2 separate regions of the Mus musculus genome follow, and region 1 is linked to region 2. The links are chromatin contacts, called in public promoter capture Hi-C maps. All regions are on one chromosome and are shown on one strand. Each heading gives the region's core, a stretch centred on a gene start, on an enhancer-like site or on the middle of the called end of the contact. The rest is flanking DNA. Distances are from core to core; before and after follow the strand shown.

Region 1 (2,796 bases), core at 273-2,772, 240 kb before region 2:
GGAGGTTATACCTACCCCTACCTCTGGCCTAGCTCTACTTCCTAATCTGCCACCTTGTGAACAACTGTGGCCTCGTGTTCCCACCGTCATGCCTTCTCTGCCTGCTGGACCAAGTGACACAGGATATTTGTCCCTTAAGTTGATTCCGTCAGGAGCTTTGGCCACGGTAACATGAAAGTCCGTGACACGCCCCATTATACCTGCCTCTGCAGAGGGGTCAGGTTTCCTCTTGGATGATATTATATTATATTGGTAGAGCTGGGCAGAGAACCAGCCGACTCGTGTGAGCCTTCTGTGCTGCAAGGGTCTGCAGTAACTGGAAAGTGGTCAGGAAACCCACAAGTCAGAGGTGGCCCCCTCACCCCACCCCATCCCACCCCACCCCGCTGCCTCTATTTTCTCTCAGCCTGTTTTGTTTTCTTCAATTTCGTCAGGCCCCTTCGGTGGTGCCGGATAAGCTGCCCCAGCTCACTGCCGTCTTGCCACGGAATCCTACGCGATCTCATTTCTTCACCCCCTCCTTGGACTTTCGAATAAAGCCCTGTTTCAAATAAGTTAATCATTCTTAGATGTTGATTCCTTGTTTAGAAGCCAAATTCCTCACACCTGAGGAGATTCTGTCGCCTTCTCACGGGAGCTGCTGGCGCCTGGCTTTTGGGTCAGAAGGACTGATCAGGAACCAGACCCCCGGTCCCGGTTGGGCAGACATGAACATAGCCCGAGCTGGGAGGTTTGGATGAGAGACCTGGGGGCCACGCACCCAGCTTGTGCTGTGTGGAGAAAGCAGATCCCTCAACTGGGTCATGCTGCTCAATGCTTGGCCAAAGCCAAGCTGGCTGGGCTCGGTCCCATCTGGCTCCCAGCAAGAGGGTGTGCATATAGCAGTTTGGCCAGATGCCACACTCCATAGACGGCTGCCCAAAGGATGTCGCTGACATGGTGACTGAGGCTGCTATCCTGAGGAAGACTCCTGTGACTGACTGCTCAATTGGCTGTTGAATGATGTAATAATGTCTCCACACAAGTGGCATTGGCTCTTCCTTCCTTTCTGCAGTGCTGAGTCCTGGCAGCTACTTGACATGTGTTACCAACATTGGTTGAGCACTGACCACGGGTGCATTTTACTGTTCCTGCTGCTGGTCAGCAGTTCTGGGAAGTTTTATTGTTTTCCTTTGATGTCTGTGCAAGCCATGAGGCTAACTCCCTCCTCTAGGTGGAGGCGGTCACATGATCTCAAGGTCCAAGATGGTGCTGAATGCAGACTCCTGTTTTTTCTTCATAATGCTTGTGAGCGGATGCTAGGAAGAAAACAGCCAGGCTCCGCTGTGTCTTTGCCAACACCTCCCCGCCTTTCCCGGGGAGGCCAGCCATGATGTCAGGCTAACCCTTCCCCAACACACCCTACCCTTTTCACTGGATTGTGGAAAAAAAAAAACAAAAACAAACAAGGATTACCCCTGAATATAACGAGGCAATTGAAATAACCACACAGAGTGACTGTGGTCCCTGCCCTTTGCTCGGTGCCCAGGGAAATTACACCGGAGCTTGGCTAGGTTTTTGCTCCGCTCTGCTGTCCTTGGGTACACATATCACTCAAACAAATCATTTTTATTGCCCATGTGACAAATCTAACTCAAGCAGGCTGTAGCAGGATTCTGCAGGGCTGGGCTGGGCTGAAGGCAAGAAAAGAAGTAAGCTGGCCTCGAAACTCCCCTCGTTGATCAACACCTGACCAAGGCCGCAGGAGCCTCTTGTACCAGCAAGATTGGCCTCACTGGTCCAGAGATGACCTGGACAGAGTCCTCGAGGCTGGAATGGACTGGATGTAAGTTCTCTGTGTCAGCTCACAGATGCTCTTGATGGAGTGGACCAAATCCAGAACAAGGCAGGGCCGGCATCGTCATCAGTAACAAAGCTCAGTCATGCTTGTCACATGACCCTGAGGAAAGTTAGACTTTAATTCTTCTCCCAGAAGCCAGGCGCCATATCAAATGCTTGTGAAGACAAGGCCACCCTGATGTAAATGAGACCCTCTCTCAAAATAAAACCATCCTTTACATTAAAAAATTATTCATTTGGTGAGAGGTTTGAGACAGGGTTTCTCTGTGTAGCACTGGCTGTCCTGGAACTCACTTTGTAAACCAGGCTGGTCACAAACTCAGAGATCCACCTGCCTCTGCCTCTGCCTCTGCCTCTGCCTCTGCCTCTGCCTCTGCCTCTACCTCCTCCTCCTCCTCCCAAGTGCTGGGTTAAAGATGTGCACTACAAGTACTCAGCTAAGATTTGTGTGTGAGAGTGTGTATGTGTGTGTGGTGTGTGAGACAAGCAAGCCATATGCAAGTGGGTGCTCTCAGAAGTCCTAAGGGGGCACCCAACCCTCTGAAGCTGGAATTACAGGCAGTTGTGAGTCATCTGACACAGGTATTGTGAACCTAACTGGGATTCCCTGAAAGAGAAATAAGAGCCATCTCTCCAGGCCCCTTCCACCATCACATTTTAACTGAAACTAAGATATATTTTGTAATCAGCATGGTTTTCAAAAATCCTCATGGATGTGGTAGCATATAACTGTAATTCCAGCATTCAAAATCAAAACAAGACAAACAAACAAAAAAATCCCAGCATTCAAGAGACTAAGGCAAAAGGATAAGAAGTTGGAGGCAAGCCAAGTGTGGTGGCGCACACCTTTAATCCCAGCGCTTGGGAGGCAGAGGCTAATCTGGTCTACTGAGCAAGTTCCAGGGTGGCTGGGAAAACTCTGTCTTGAAAAATCAGAGGAGGAGGAAGAGGATGATG
Region 2 (2,700 bases), core at 131-2,630:
CAGTCCCACCCCCACCCCAAACCTGTCCTGCAATTCTTTGCTTCACTGATTATTTCCCTTAACTCATAACCTAAGCTGCAGGAGCTGGGTTTTGGTTTTGTGTTTTTGTTTAAGGCAGGGAAAGGCTGGTGATGTAGTTCAGTTGGTGGAGTGCATGTCTAGCTCATAGGAAGCCTTAGGTCCTAACCCCGGCACCATCAGGTAGAGGTGAGTCATAGGTATAATCCAAGCACTTGGGAGGTAGAGGCAGGAGGATCAGAAGTTCAAGGTTGGGGCTGGAGAGATGGCTCACTGGTTAAGAGCGCTAATTGCCCGAAAAACAAAAACAAAACAAAACAAAAAACAAAGACAAAAACAAAAAACCAAAAAAAAGAGCACTGACTGTTCTTATGAAGGTCCAAAGTTCAAATCCCAACAACCACATGGTGGCTTACAACCATCTGTAATGACATCTGACATCCTCTACTGGTGTGTCTGAAGACAGCTACAGTGTACTTACATATAAATAAAAAATAAAAATTATTAAAAAAAAGAAGAAGTTCAAGGCCATCCTTGGCTACATACTGGGTTCAAAGCCAGCCTGGTCTACATGAAGAAAAGGAGGAAGTGGGGAGGGAGGAAAGGAGGAGGGAGCAATTATGTATGTTGTAGACTAGGCATGCTGGGAATTCATGATGGGTCATCTCTCCTGGCTTCAAAACTATTTCAAATATTTCCTAGGGTCTCCTCCCTTGTCACTTGGAATATTCTACTGTGTCCAAAGTATGTTTCCTCTTCTTACCCCAAAACAGAGGGACAGAGGGGAGAGACAAGGAGAACAGACAAATTCACAGGCAGATGGCAATGAAGTTCCCAGGGCCCCCACATAGTCCACATTAACAACCTCAGCGGTGGTGTGTTTCTTGCAAAATAGCTCTCCATGGTTAAGCTTTCACACCAGGGAGAGATGCTTCTTGGAAGCCTACAGCATCACAGAGATTTCGGAGTGCCCGTAAGGAGTTGTGTAACCTTGCTCATGCTGCCCCTTGGTCTTTCTGAGCACTGTTTTCTCTGCACATACAAAGGTCTGAGGAAGGTCTTTTCCACGGATGCCCACCCAGAGGACAAATGAAGGCTCAGCTCTGCTAGATGGGGTGAGGAAGCAGGCTCAGAAGCACAGCCACTTCTGGCCGAGGCTGTCGAGGAACGCCTGCTGGCCATGTGACTGGTTCTCTGGGCAGAGCACAGGAAGGGAAAGTCAAGGCAGAGCAGGGAACACCCAGTGTCCACTGGTCCTAGGTCCTCCCACTGAGTCCCACCTCCAGCCCTCCACCCTGACATCAGCTTTCTTTTTCTCTAGACACTTCCCTCAGCCACTGAGCTCCTCCCCTTGAAGAAGTGCCAAATAGCTGTGGTTTCTGTTTCCTAGCTCAGCCCTGCCCTGCGCAGAGTTCTGTCGTCCACCATCGAGTGAGGAAGAGAGCATTGGTTCCCCTGAGATAGAAGAGATGGCTCTCTTCAGTGCCCAGTCTCCATACATTAACCCGGTGAGTTGTGGGATGCAGTTGTGGGGTGATTGAGGAAAAGCTAACGGCCACATCCAGGGGAAGTTGCTCTGGACCTGTGGGGAAACAACGGAGTGGCACAGATAGAGGGTGGGGTGTCCTGCAGACAGCACATAAGGGACAAACATGCCAGGCATGTCAGCTGGGTCATCCTGATGCAGCTCGTGTCTCATGCTAGGCTTGCTGTGCCTCTGAGGACCCAAGGGTGCCACTCACTATGATTTATGAGGTGAATTAACATGTGCCTGTTCCATGCTACCTGGTAGCATCTACAAAGGAAGGAGACGGTTTATATGATGATGTGGATGGGCTTGTTGGGGGTGGGGGGAGGTAGCAGGTAGCAGATATTCACATGACACTTAAAGTGTCTGCCTTAGAGAGGATCTCTGTTCAGCCATTTACAAACTAGGTGATGTCGCACGCGCAGTACTTTCTCCTCTCTGTATCTGTAAAATGGAAATAATACTTAGTCTGTCTCCTGAGGTTAAAACAAGGAGAAAGCAGATAGCACACGTGGGTGTTTAAACAGCACCTGGAACATGGAGGTGTCTTGGGAGTGCACGGGAGGGGAACAGGGAAGCCCTCCCCTCTGTTCTCCAAGGGCCACATCAGAATTCACCCAAGAACACTTCCAGAGTGTGTGCAGACAGGCAAGTAGGGACTGTCTTTTAGTGCAGGGTGCAAAGGGCTGCCTTGGGCTCCTTTTTCCACCCCCTGTCTATAGGTGGTTTTGTTTATACACTAGGAAGCTTAGTAGCCACACTGTAAGTGGAGACACTGAGACTTTGAGAGGTCGAGGCCTTGCCACATGTCCTCAGATGGTGGGTGACAGCGAAGGAAAGTGCTTTTCCCAGAAGAGGGGATGCTCATGGGGAGATGGCAGTAATGGAGACGAAAGTGATGCTCCCAGGAACCTTCTGTAGAGTCGCCGTGTGTGCAGGTGGGAGATAGCAGGGTCTGTAGGTGAGCTGGCTGCCAGAGCCCAGCGTCAGAGCCTGATCTAGCACGGCTCTGGGCTTTGCTTGGGGCTACCAGTGTCCTCAGCCACAGGGTTAAGGCTTCTAACTTGGGACCTGCATGGAAGGTAGATGGGAAAGCTAGAAGGGACTGTCCAGTGTCTCTGTGGGGCCTTCAAGGGCAGGACGTGTCACAGGGG

What was found. Promoter capture Hi-C pulls out the DNA fragments that hold promoters and counts their contacts.
Region 1: a promoter capture Hi-C map of liver shows a contact between it and region 2, with 2.9 times the contacts expected there. The contact joins the enhancer-like site here to the promoter of Lgals9 in region 2. A contact is called at or near these places in 23 of 39 promoter capture datasets (the 3T3-L1 cell line, 3T3-L1-derived adipocytes, the C10 cell line and 14 more), 2 of 15 datasets of contacts at CTCF or cohesin (CD8 T cells and pro-B cells), 23 of 484 Hi-C or Micro-C datasets (B cells, the C10 cell line, CD8 T cells and 19 more), 20 of 115 datasets of contacts at active chromatin or transcription factors (the 230-238 cell line, the HPC-7 cell line, T-cell acute lymphoblastic leukemia and 12 more) and 4 of 9 other capture datasets (adipose tissue, embryonic stem cells, liver and 1 more).

What each region holds. Positions count from the first base shown.
Region 1 is chr11:79,228,162-79,230,957 of GRCm38.p6, reverse strand. All of the region lies in intron 1 of Gm30470 (a long non-coding RNA gene), which reads right to left. Among named protein-coding and RNA genes, the nearest start is that of Gm30470, 4.9 kb to the right of the region's middle. Within about 2 kb of position 1,522, at least 52 of the 459 cell types and tissues checked have an H3K27ac peak or open chromatin away from gene starts, as enhancers often do. A contact at or near this core is called in the HPC-7 cell line, acute myeloid leukemia, granulocyte-monocyte progenitors and 3 more, where this site is marked.
Region 2 is chr11:78,983,604-78,986,303 of GRCm38.p6, reverse strand. It overlaps Lgals9 (lectin, galactose binding, soluble 9), which reads left to right and starts at 1,380. Exons shown (of 10, transcript NM_001159301.1): 1 at 1,380-1,526. The coding sequence starts at 1,488.